Regions from separate parts of the Rattus norvegicus genome. Here region 2 is linked to region 1. The links are chromatin contacts, called in public Hi-C maps. All regions are on one chromosome and are shown on one strand. The core of a region is the stretch at or near the end of the contact, and the rest is flanking DNA. Distances in the headings are between cores, read along the strand shown. Region 1 has its middle 44 kb from the start of Ubl3. Region 2 holds the start of Ubl3 (ubiquitin-like 3).

Region 1 (6,308 bases), core at 932-3,431:
TGTCTTAGGGAACGCAGGGCGTTAAATCGTCTTTTCTTATTCCCTACAGGATTTCTTTAAATTGTACATTTGTACCCTGGCTCTCATTGATCTGGTATGCTTTCTGATCTTTCATTTATTTAAGAAAAATAATTTTTAAGAGTGTGTGTGTGTGTGTGTGTGTGTGTGTGTGTATACATGAGTTCAGGTATCTACGGATGCTAGAATATGACATCGGATATTCTGGAAGTGGAATTGTGAGCCGCCCAACATGGGTACAGGGATTGAACTAAGGTCCTCTGTAAGAACAATAATCGCTCTAACCGCTGAGCCATCTCCTCAACACCATGAACGGATTCTGGCACATTCCTAACCTCATTGACCCATGTCATAGCTGTGAGGGGTTAAGTGGCACTCTGTCCGTCCGTCTGTCCGTCGTTCAGATGAAGGCGTCGAGGCACACTCACTGCAGTGAACTAAAGGGGTCTCAACTCCCAGCCCCTGCTCCAAAACTCACGTAATGAAATCTTCGCCTCCAAAAAGATATTAGCATGAAATGAAAACTTTCAGGGTAGAGGTCATGAGGGTGGAGACCTTGCAACCAGAATCAATACTCCCAAAAATCAAAATTTGGGGGGAATCAAAATTTCCCAGAGGAAGTCCCTTCCCTCCCTGAGATAGTCTATCTTCATTGTGGACTCGGCTGGGCTGAGACATACCTGGAGTTAGGAAACAGCTCTGGGAGTCATCCCCAGAGAAGGCTGAGTGAAAGGAAAGACACTTAGACTGCTCCCTAGCCAATAAAGTGGGCTCTGGATGTGAAAGGAGCAAGCGGGCTAGAACCCCGACCTGCCCCCACCAGTCCCCACGTCCTCCCTCTGCTTTCTGGCCACCACGAGTGAGCTCTAATGCTCTCCCCAACTCTATGCTGTGACAGCAAGATATCCCTGCAATTGTGAGCAAAAGTAAACCTTTCCTCTCTTTAAGATGATTCTGTCGGGTATTTGATCACAGTAGCATGACGATGACTGACACACCCTTTTTCCCCCTGAGGAAGAGACCCTCCTTACATGAAGAGATTAGTACGAGATTTTCATCCAAGAGTGCTCAGTCCTTAGGATTGTGACAAACACATTGCTGTTGTTTGTAAGTCACCTGATCTCACGCGCCCCTCCAAACGACCAGGCTAGTACTGTTGAAGGTGGGCTGGGTGGCACAGATAATAAAAGATCTCGCACCTACACAATCACGAGGTCTATGTTCTTCCCATACTAGAAGAGTGACCCTCCCTTCAAAATAGTAGCCGGGTCGCCATAAGGCCTTTTCTTCCAGCCCAGTGGAGGAAGCAGTGAAGTAAAATCTCTAACATTTGGGAGGGAAGGAGCTGCCTGCTGTGTGGCTCACATGGTCTGATGCAACCGCTCCAGCAAATGCAGGTCAAAGTGTCTTTGTCCCCGGAAGTTCATGATACTCTCAGGGGACTGTGATCACTACAACGAGACCTGGATTCTAAAAACGTCTCTATGAAGCTGCCGATCCACTCAGAAGGGAGTCTGAAGGCCAAGTACATTTCTCTATAAGGATTTCTCCAAGGATTCTTCTCATCGAAATCACATCTAAACAGCGCTTGAGACCTCGCACCTGGGATCTCCCGAGGAAACAGGAACCGAGGCCATCTTTCCTTGTCCTGGAACTCCCCGGGGCCCACTCCTTCGGTCCACACTGAGTAGCAGCAACATTGGGCCAGTGTTTCCTGACTTGGGGTACACATTCAACCAGGACTAATAGACACCAGGCCGGTTCACACGTCGTCTCTTTACTTGGTCCCAGCAACACCTCAGAGGACGTTATCTGCATTTAAGGAGAGGAAGTGAGAAGGGTCAAGATACCCCTCTCGTCTCAGACTACTTGCAAGCAGAACTCACGTGCCAGGTTAGGGCTTCTAGCCATTGTACTGTACCCTTGATGGCTTAGCCGTGTGTAGATGAGGACGCGCTGAGGGATCTTCGCTGTGTTATCATGAATCTAACTTTGATACTAAAGAGCTCGGGACAGCCTGACAGAGGAAGGATACAGTGCAACCACTTCACCAAAAGCTCAATCATAAATGCAGCTGATAATCTCCTCCAGCGTGGGCAACCAGCACACGCTGGCTTCCTCGTGGTGCACAGCCCGTAGTACAGCTTTGATACGCTCGGGCCTCAAGATAAGCACACAGTGGTTACGCAACTGGCGCGGCAGAAATGCAGGTAATAAAGGAGGCGCTCGTGTCTCTCCATCTGACTATCAGACCGTTTGAAACAGTAGACCCCAGAGAAATAAAAATTTTCCCAGGAATTTCTTTCTCCACCCACCCACCCACCCTTTTTTTTTTTTGTGTGTGTGTGTGTGTTTTGTTTTGTTGGATTTTGGTCGGTTGGTTGCTTTTGGTTTTCTGAGAGGGGGTATCTCTTTGTAGCCCCTGTCCTGGAACTCACTCTGTAGACCAGGCTGGCCTTGAACTCAGAGACCTGTCTAGCTCTGCCTTTCAAATACCCCACCACCAACTGGCTTTACTCAGAGGTTTGATGCTGAGACAAAGAAAAGATCGCAGCCAGAAGGGGAACTTGTCTCCTGGAAAAAGATTACACAAGGTCCTAACTTTACAGGGTGAGCCTCAAAGCCAGACAAGAATGGCCAGAACCATAGTTTGAAGGTGACTGCTTACCTGTGTGCATTGGAACTCTTAATCTCACTTCAGAACCCTGGAGACAGACTTGGGGCTGTTCACTGGGTCTCTTTTTCTTTTTTGTGGCCACATTGAACACATTGCCCTCATTTCCTTTTTTACTACTAATTTGCTTCTTTAATAGGCTCATCCAGGGTGGGTGGACGGACCTGGCTTGGGTCACAGGTTTTGATCTCCCAAGTTTGATAACAGCTACAGTCACAAAGTTTCTGTTACTCAGTAATCTCTCTGTATGTATCAATGCCTTTGCACACCAGGTGAAGTTGTAACGTTGAAGGGTTAGAATTGCATCGTTTGTAACAATTCTCACGGAGAGGTATGATATTACAGTCCCTTAAGTTGAAAGATATTATTCTTTAATAGATTTCTGAACAGATAGTCAGAAAAATATAGACACCCATTCATATACATCCGTGCTTGATCTATCCCTGTCTGAGGAAGCTTTGTATGATAACAAAAGCCAGTTCGTTAAAGTCTGGCCTGAGCTCCTGAGTTCCAGTGTTTCCCTCTCAGTTCTGTCAGCATCTGGCAACCAGATGACAAGACTTTCCAGTTTTGGTCAACGATGCATTGGGTCGATGATTAACCAGTTAACGAGGCCACTCGGCCCTGGCAGTGCTTCTGTTCCCCCTACGCAGTCAGGCTTGACCGTTCCTGAAATGGATCCAAAGAAGCTGAATGCCGCCTTTGTCAAATCTCATTGACTCCCACAGGCCTTGGGTCATCAAGTTCAGCACAGAGATCACGAGGCAGAATTATTAATGAAATCTGGAGTAAACGCAGACATTGGTCTTCCTTAACCAATAGCCAGTGCTCCTGAAGATGTGACAATAGACATTTCTCTCATCGGAATGAAGGGGGGAATATTTGGTGATTTTTCTTACATATGTATGTCATATACAGTAGAATAAATACATTAGATTTAAATATAGCAACTTGATTATATTTAGTTCATAAATATTTAAACAAAAACGTTTTAATTATGCTACCAACCCATATTACCAGCCTTTTAATGGGCAAAATGGATCATCATAGGAACTCCTGGTAGAATTCATGAAGACAAATATAAAATGAATTTATTTTAAATATAAATGTAATCAGGGAATTAATCCTGCCGCTGTATTTCTTTACCTTTACTAGTTCCCAGTAACCACACGGAGAAACCAAGATTTATTTCAACCTGCACTTCAATAGGTGAGCAGTTAAATGACCTACCTGAACCCTCCATGCTAATCCGGCTACCTCCAGCCACGATCTCAATTAATACTCACAGTTTAATGCCGTCCTAGCTCTCTCTACTTTAGATGTTTCTTCCTGTAGAGTCTTTCCGGACCTTCTCCTCATGGCATCCCTGAAACTCCCCTTTCCTTCCCCTGGCTGGTGGGAGTTTCTCTATTTTGTTCTCTATTTTGCCCAGCCACTAGGTGATCAGCATTTATTAAAAAGGCAGAGAAATAAATGACAAGAATTGCTTACACAAATTTAAGACGGGTGATTCTAGACATAAACATTACAATGCCGTGTCCTGATTGAAACAAGTTACTCGAGCAGAGACATCAGCCTTTGAATAACACAAGGATAATAACCTTTACCCAGTGCACAAAAGCATCACGCCCACAGACCAAGCCGATGTTCTGTATAGGGTGGTGACTATGACTATTAATCTACACAGAGCGAAGCAATTTAAATTCATTTAGGAAAGCCAAACAGGACTGGAGAGATGGCTCAGCGGCTAAGAGTACTTACTGCTCTTCCTGGGTTTAGCTCCCAACACCTGAAGCTTACAAATGCCCGTAACTTCATTTCCAAGATACCCGATAGCTTCTGACCTCTTTGGACACCCGCATGCGTATGATGCCCATAAACTTAGGAAGAAGGAGGAGGAGGAGGAGGAGGAGGAGGAGGAGGAGGAGGAGGAGGAGGAGGAGGAGGAGGAGGAAGAGGAGGAGGAGGAGGAGGAGGAGGAGGAGGAGGAGGAGAAGAAGAAGAAGAAGAAGAAGAAGAAGAAGAAGAAGAAGAAGAAGAAGAAGAAGAAGAAGAAGAAGAAGAAGAAGAAGAAGAAGAAGAAAGCTTAGAATTTCCTCTTTAAAGTTTAGACAATAAAAATAATATATACAATATCAGCAGTAGACTGGTCATGGAGTTTGCTATTTATATCATTTAACTGGTATTATTTCAATCCTTTGCAAGATGCGTCCAAAGCTGCTACCTTAGCACAGCGGTTTCTAATGCTTCAACCCTTTAATACAGGTCCTCATGCTGTGGTGCCCCCCCAACCCCAAGCATAAAAATTATTATTACCTCCTAACTGTTTGATGCCACTGTTCTGAATCATAATGTAAATATCTGCTATGCAGGATATCCAACATGTGACCCCTGTGGGGGTCATGACCCACAGGTTGAGAACCACTGACTTACACTGAAACCTCTTGGTTTTCTTCACTGATCTATGCAGATTTTTTTCAAGCATGTCTTCAGTGCAGCCAAGCCACAGTGATATTCGTGGCGTCCACGGGAAGTGAGAAAGACGATGGGGAATTTAGAAGGATTCTCAGCCTCCATGATAACTGTAAGTCTTAAGGAGAATGTTTCCTTCGCCAACATAGAAGAAACAATCTAACCACAAGTAGATCTCACATTTGTGACAAAAATGAGCAGGAAGTGGGCAGAATTAACATGATCTGACAAGAAACCAGGGAATCTCCCGTTGTCACAGAGAACACTATGGTTCAGAGCCAGAGGAAACAGCGTGTCATCTGCCAGGTCTGAAGTCATACGTAGCACTGGCCCCAAAAGCAGACAATGGACAAGGAGCCTGTCTAGGCCTTCTGTAAGCCATGTTTGGCAAGTGGACTTGTTCCGACAGGCTGCTTCCACTCCTCTGGGCTCAGTGAAATCTGGAAGCCCCTGCCCCGCGCCACCACGCCACACTCCGCCCCGCCCCTCCCTGCCCAGGACTCCGCTCTCTTCAATTCAGGATTCCAGGCAATACCAATGGGACACCAGCAAAAAGCGGTTCTGCCATTGACATCACATCCATTCCACTGGCACTGTCCAGAGGTCAGTGACCTTTGTCTTTCCAGGGTTTTGAAAACACACGTGAAAGTCAAGCACGGACCGAGACAAGAAAGTTCTTCCCATCTTGGTGGCTATCAGAGACCAGTTGTATGGTGATAAAGAAGACATGAACTCTTTCAGGTGTTCTCTTTCCACCCGGTGAAAGCTTCTGTTCATCCTCGCTTTGCAGTCCCACATTTGATGTTTAAAACAACGTCATAAATACGAGAATATGAAGTCTGTAGACTTTATCAAAAATGCTTTTTGATGCTAACAAATTTCCTTAATATTTTAGTGTTTTCTCTTCCGACAAAATTTGATGGGTTTCACGTCTGTATAGGACATATATTAGCATCGCTGGGACCTTTAAAAACTGCTAACATCTGTGTTTAAAAAGAAAAAAAGAGAAAGAAGAGAAAGGAAGAAATGAGGGAGAGCCATGGACTAAAGCAAGGAATGTTTCCCGGATGAACAGCTTTCTCCTGGCTGTTCTTTTCAGACAATAAACAGTTCGAGCAAAGTAGAAACAAATGCAGAAAAACTA
Region 2 (6,757 bases), core at 2,397-4,896, 45 kb after region 1:
TGTGATCTTTTGGAAACTTTTATTGAGATATTTACATATCAAGGTTTTTACATATTTGCTTTATATATATATATATATATAGATATATAGATATATTATTTATTTTATCGAGATATGATTTATACATCCAGCCAGTTCTTAGTAGTGAGAAGGTCTGCCCATAGCTAGACACACAATGGACTATTAATTCCCCTTAAAAAGTAAAGGGAAAGGGGTTGGGGATTTAGCTCAGTGGTAGAGCACTTGCCTAGGAAGCGCAAGGCCCTGGGTTCGGTCCCCAGCTCCGGAAAAAAAAAAGAACCAAAAAAAAAAAAAAAAAAAAAGTGAAGGGAAAAAAAAATATCACCAGCTCTAACAGGGGTGAACCTTGAAGATGCCAAAGGAAACAGGTCACTCACAGAAAAACAAGTGTTCTTTCCTTTCACCTGAGGTACTGAACAGAGTGGGAAACCGTAGTCTAAACGGAAGGCAGGGAGTGGGGGAGGGGAGTTGGTCAAAGAGAGGAAAGAGAAGAGCAAAGGTGAGGAAGGCTCTCCCACAAATGAGGGAACCGACTTAAGGTCACAGAACTGTCCAGCTAAGAAAAGGTTACCATGATAAGTTTTATTTATACGTATTTATTAAACTTCATTTAGGTGGCGGTGGTGCTCACCTTTAATCTCGGCACTCAGGAGGCAGAGGCGGGAAGATCTCAGATTGCCGCCAGGTTGGTCTACAGAGCAAGTTCCAGGACATCCAGGGTTACACAGAGAAACACTGTCTCAAAAGCAAAAACAAACAAGAAAAACAAAACAAAACGGAAAACCCACTACCACCACCACCAAAAAACCCTTCTCGGACTGGAGGGATGTGTTTGGTTATGAGCACTGGCTCAGTTCCCAGCACCCACAGAGGGTGGCTCACAACTGCCTGTAACTCCATTTCCTGAGACTCTGATGCCCTTGAATGGCTTCCACAAGTAGCCACACCTCTCCCTCTCCCCCTCCCCCTCCCCCTCCCTCTCTCCCTCCCCCTCTCCCTCCCCCTCTCCTTCTCCCTCTCTCCCTCTCCTCCCCTCCCCCTCCCCTCCCCCTCCCCTCCCCCTCCCTCTCCCCCTCTCTCTCTCTCTCTCACACACACACACACACACACACACATTTTTAAAGCTTGAAAAAGAATTTCTAAAGTGCACAATCAGTAGTTTCTAGAATATTCCCAGTTTTGCCCATTTTTGTTTGGTCTTGTTTGAGACAGGGCCTTGTTGTATAACCCTGGCCGCCCTGGTCCTAATGTGCAGCCCGGAGATTATGGGCTTCCTTCACCATACCCAGCCGTGACCATTGCCGCGACCCAATTATCTAATTTTTTTTTTTATCTCAGTGACCCTGTGACCCCGCCGCAGACAACCCCTTTCATCTCTATGAATTTACAATTTACCGTAGCTTTTTTTTTTTTTTTTTGACGGGCCCACGATGTCATCACCCATTCTTAGAAGGGCCCTTAGGGATTAAAGATGAAGCTCCCCAGAGGAGCGGAAGAGCGTCAGAGAGGCAGAGGAGCACCACAGACTCCTTCGTGGCAGAGTTAGCTCTTTGGTTTCTTGTGAGGTTAGTTTTTCCCTATCAAAACTGCTGTGTCATTCCTGCCTTCCGGGTGATGCTGACAATAGATCGGAGGCACCGGATGATGTTACCCTTCCCTGCTGTGGACAGGCAGGCTGCTCTCTGCACCCCCTCACTTCTCTCTCCACAGTAGAGGCGGCAGAGCGGAGAAATCCCTTTGTGTTCGGCAATGCTCCTTCATGCCTGAATTATGTCAGGAAAGGGTTCCAATGAGTTTTGCTGTTGTCTTATTTGAGTAATTAGGAATGCAACCAGGTTCAGAAAGCTTACTTTTAAAAGACGGGGACCTTATACAGAAGGGGCAGGGGCAGACATGCTGAGGTCTTGGGCTCCAAGTAGGGGTCATTACATCCCTGGCAATGGGGCTGGTGCTTCATTCTGCCAACTTTGGCTTCTTGACTTTCATTAGCACTTAGGTCTGGCAGAGTGAGGATGGGGGGGTGGAGAGTAGGCGGGGCACGGGGAATTAACCTGGTGAGCATTTTTAAATGGTAATCAAGTACTTCTTCAGAATCTGCTGGTGGATTGAAGAGTTCCAGTTGTCTGGATTTCCAGGAGGATTGGTGGTGGGGAAGGGTCCTGTGGTTATTCAACACACACACAGAGAAACTACATTAACAGACCATAGAACCCACAGATGCTGAAATATGGAAGCCGCATTGGAGTGAGCCTGGGCCTCTGTTTTCCTCTACCTTTGGATTCTTAGGGAGTTGGGTCTGTGATACAGGGCCCTAGGAGTGCATGGAATTTCTTCAGTCAGGCCACCATTCAAAAGACAGGTAGGTCCTCTTAAGTGTCCTGTGAGTTCCCATCCGATGAGGACAAGCGTGACTGGGGAGATGGTCATGGGGAATGACACAGGTTCCTAGACAGTGAGCTCCGTGGGGATAGGGACTGCATAGCTCACGTCTGAACTCTCAGTGGCTGCAGAGTGCTTGGTGCATTTGTGTGCCGAGAGAGAAAGAGGATGAGTAGCAACAGTTCACGTCAGAAGATGTGTGCTATTTACAAAACGATTTCTGTGCCATGTATGAAATCATCCACATAACAGCACCCGGACTTTAGCCCTGGAAGGTAGGCAAGGCTGCTTGATAGGTGAGGTCACAGCTGTAGGTGGGTGTAGTAGTATCGTAGTATCGTGTTGAAACTGCCCTTCCGAGAGGTCTGAGATATGATTAAGGATCAACTGAATACCTGTGGTTTCTCTATTCTGATCCGATATCTGTGGCAGACATATTTTTCCACCTAAATCTTCTAGCACCAGCATTATATTATGCTGTTTTAAATTCATAATACAATTACGTCACCGGGTCAAAGAGGGGCTAGGCTGGAAGTAGGTGAATCTACAGGTAGTCTCTGCTACAGACTTTGCATGATATCACTATTGTGACTAATACAGTTTCTGGTCATTTCAATTAAGTAGATTGTAGCTTTATGGCCGTGGCACTTCAGAAAACGTGTGTTCAAACATTGCCTCTGCTTCATGAGAGCCTTGTTTCTGTTGAACTTCCGTGGCCTTATTGGAAATCAATGATTGCTTCTGATCTTCAAACTGTCATGTTGAGGAGACCTAAAGATTAACTCACTCAATAAAATGGTCTGAGATTGCAGGTTGTGGAGAACTTGCAATAATTAAAACGCATGCTTCTGCACCATGGTATGTCCTATTTTAACAGAGTCTACACAGTGCGCGAGGGACTTCTTCGTGCAAGTTGTTTTCCTCCAACAATCCGCGTAATCATGGCATTTCTGGACACAGGTAGGAACTGACTGCAGGGCAAGAGCCTCTAAACTGGAGACAAGGAAGCTATTGCTATGCAGGGAACTGTTGCTATGCGGGGGCGTGGCATTGATGCCCGCAAGGACGCCCTGGCGGCCCCTTCCCCTCACCTGCACGAACTACATTTCCCGTGATGCTCCGAGAGGGTTCCGTTGTGACGAAGGGAACAAGCGCAGACGGGGGCGGGGGAGAGGGGGCGCTATTCCCAAGTCGGCTCTCAGGCACCAGCAGCCGCCACCGCCGCCATGTTGGGCTGAGGCGATGACAGGAGGCGGCCGGGGCGTGTGGGATTGAGGAGTGGAGGAGGAGGCGGAGAGTCAGGGCTCTGAGGGGGAGCTGTTCCCAAGCTAAGGGAGGAGCCCCCGGAAGACGCCGCGGAAGGCAGCGAGGCGGAGGCGGCCGGAGTACGGACGCGATGTGGCCCGACCCGCGCTGCTGCGCTGAGGCGCCCGCGGCCTGAGCCCCCCGGCGCTGCGCTCGGTTCGGCTCGGCCCGGTTCGGCTCGGCTCGGCGGCCGGCGAGGTCGATGCCCTTGAGCGCGGCTGCGCGCAGCTCGGCTGTGCGGCCCCGCGGCGCGCGCTGAGCTTCTCGGCGGCCCCGGCCGCTCTCAGCTCGGCGCTCGATGTGTAGCCACATAGTTATCTGTACACTTCGTCGCCGGGGCTTTAATGAGGACCTGAGTCGCGAGCGCGAGTGAATCACCGCCTGGGCCGGGGAAAGAGGACGGCGCATTTAACCCCCTCCCACCCCACTCCATGTCCCTGTGTCACTCGGCTCTGTCCACCTGGCGCGGCGGGTCCTGGAGCTGCTACTGCTGCTGACGATCGACTCCCCTCGCGCCTCTCGCCCCAGAAGCTCTTGTGCTCCCACGTAACTTCTACTTTTTTTTTTTCCTTTTGAGAAAGCTCAGCACGAACCGATCAGAATTGTGAAGGGTTTTTGTTTTTTTTTTGTTTTTTGTTTTGCTTTTGGGTTTTCCGAAGCTCCAGCACTTCTGCTCTTGTTTTTGTTTTGTTTTCTGCGTAAACCTCTGGCCCACTCTCAAAAGGCAAGATGTCCAGTCATGTCCCGGCGGATATGGTAAGTGAACGATAAGTTCTGAGGTTCGGATTGTATTGTGGTTTCCAATCTGATTTAATCGGAAGACGACGCTGGCGTCGGGGCGAAGGTTTCTGGGGCCCGGTGGGGGGGAAATGGGGGCACTTCTGGAAAAGCCAGTCTACTTGGTTTTGGAGAAGTTGGCTCTTCTCCCCTCATCCGCCCCCCCTTCCTTTCTTTTTTTTTAGGAAGCACTAGTTTTTGTTGTGGTTTTGCTTCTTCTTTTTCTTTCTTTTCTTTCTTTTTCTTTTTTCTTTTTAAACCGCTGGGAGTCACTGGTTCGGTTGTGTTTTCTAAGTCGCCAGAGGCAGGGAAATGCAGTGGAAGCGGAGGAAATTCCTTCCCGATTGCTAGAAGGCTCTGAAGGCTTGGATTTAAACGCTTCGAGAAAACGTCAGGGGCTGTGTGGGCACAGCCGGGGACGGGCGCCGTGCTGGATACCTAGGGTAGGAAGAGGCTGTCTAGCTCAGCGACAGACAAGATCGCTCAGACGTAGGTGCACACTTGATAGTTTCAGAGACAGCGGCGCACCTCTTCGGAAAAAGTCTTGCTGCGAGCCCTTGGAAACGTCTAGCCGAACAGCTATGACAATCCGAGCTATTTAAATGTTTTTTCAATTCTAGGCTGATCGCGTAAGGGATCCATTTTTAATATAGATATTACAAGGTTTCTTGGAACCAAGTATTTAACAGTTTTGCATTTTAGGTTCTTGTTTGTCTATTGTTTGTTTTAAGCCAGTTAAGCATGTTTATTGAGCCTGCATCACTGGGCGTTGAGAACTGGAAACAAAAAGTGCTCTTGTTTATTGAGGCTTTTTCCTTTGGTTTCTAAATGTTAGGGTGTGAGTATGTTGACTGGCAGTTACTGTGTAGCCTTACAGTGCGGAGGGGTGGGTTTGTGGGAGTGTGAAGTGACACTTTGCAGTCCTGAGGGCAGACATAATGCAAGTTACAGGGAGATGAATAATCCTGTTTCTGAAAGAATCGAAGTTAATGTAATCATGCCCACTTATGTCAAGTTGACATTTAAATGTGTGTGAATTACAGTGCGAACCCAAAATTGAACTTTGCTAATGACTGCATTTTTAAAATGTCAGATATTTCTATGGAGGGATGACCTGTTTTACATATGTTTAAAAGAAAAATGACCCTAAATTGTGTATTTTGACCTTGGTTTAAAGGTATTTTGTTTGTTTGATTTTCCACTTAATATGCTATTCAAATGCAAAGGAACCACTGGGTCTGCCTCCCGGGTGGCCACTCTGCTTGCAGCCTTTGCTTCCGGAGTCTTTAAACTCGGCTCTGTCCTTTTAGCTGTTCTTCCTTCTTGATGTGTGCAGGGGGAACGGTCTCCTGCCTGCCTGAGTGGCTGCCAAGGTTCTCTTTCCACTATTCTGGAGTTGCCTGGAGAGGTCTCTACACAGAACTGCAAATGCTTCTTCCCCTGTTTGATGAGTGATCTGTGGGCTCATAGCCTCGGGCAAAGATTTGCTCTTTGTAAAGCCTCCATTTTATAGCATCAGCGCAGTGAAGGCTACACCCACCTGAGTGCCATCTATTCTGTCAGAGAAGTTGTAATGGAATAGATGTGTGTAGTTAAAGCAGTGCCACTTTCTTTGGGCCCACTGATAAAGAAAAAGTGGGGTGTAGAGCACCAACCACACATCGAGGTGATTTTGGGGATGCCATCTCTTGATGACTGGAAGCTGTGTTGGGATTGAGGGACTGACGTAGGGGCAAGGGTTTTATTAATAGCCACAATTAGAAACTACAACTATTGTCTGTTTGAGATTGTGTGTTAAGGCCTTGATGACTCAGTGGTGCTTTGAGATCCCTGATTAAAGGTGATATGCAAGGGCAAAGCAATATTATGTAATAAACATAGAATGCCTTGTGATGTGCCTCAGAGGTAGCCTGTGCAGACTTCCAAGTTCTAAGTGGGTTTTGTATCTTGTGTTCATCTTGCTGGACCATATGATTGTTTGAGAAAATCCTTTTTAAACAACCATTTTCTATTACTTAAATTTTAGTTTTTCTGTCAGAAGGATCTTTGATAAGTGTGTAGAATTCTCTCTATATATACATGCATACATATATGTATGTATGTATATACACATGCACGCATTCGTGCATGTGTGTGTGTGTGTGTGTGTGTGTGTGTGTGTATTAAATACTGCCTCCTTAGAAGTTGTTCATAACTAAACTCCTCATACCAAAAACTGACAATTTGAGTTTGCTTTGGTGACTTGAAGTGAGGATGGTTTATTACTTTTTGATTT

Evidence for each region. A called contact is a pair of places that touch in the nucleus more often than the background predicts.
Region 2: a contact with region 1 is called in a Hi-C map of liver, with 2.8 times the contacts expected there. The contact joins the promoter of Ubl3 here to the enhancer-like site in region 1. A contact is called at or near these places in 4 of 12 Hi-C or Micro-C datasets (Schwann cells, kidney, liver and 1 more).

The regions. Positions count from the first base shown.
Region 1 is chr12:11,462,695-11,469,002 of GRCr8, forward strand. No RefSeq gene overlaps it. Among named protein-coding and RNA genes, the nearest start is that of Ubl3, 44 kb to the right of the region's middle. Within about 2 kb of position 2,182, at least 3 of the 93 cell types and tissues checked have an H3K27ac peak or open chromatin away from gene starts, as enhancers often do. A contact at or near this core is called in liver, where this site is marked.
Region 2 is chr12:11,506,266-11,513,022 of GRCr8, forward strand. It overlaps Ubl3 (ubiquitin-like 3), which reads left to right and starts at 3,647. Exons shown (of 5, transcript NM_001015030.1): 1 at 3,647-4,461. The coding sequence starts at 4,435.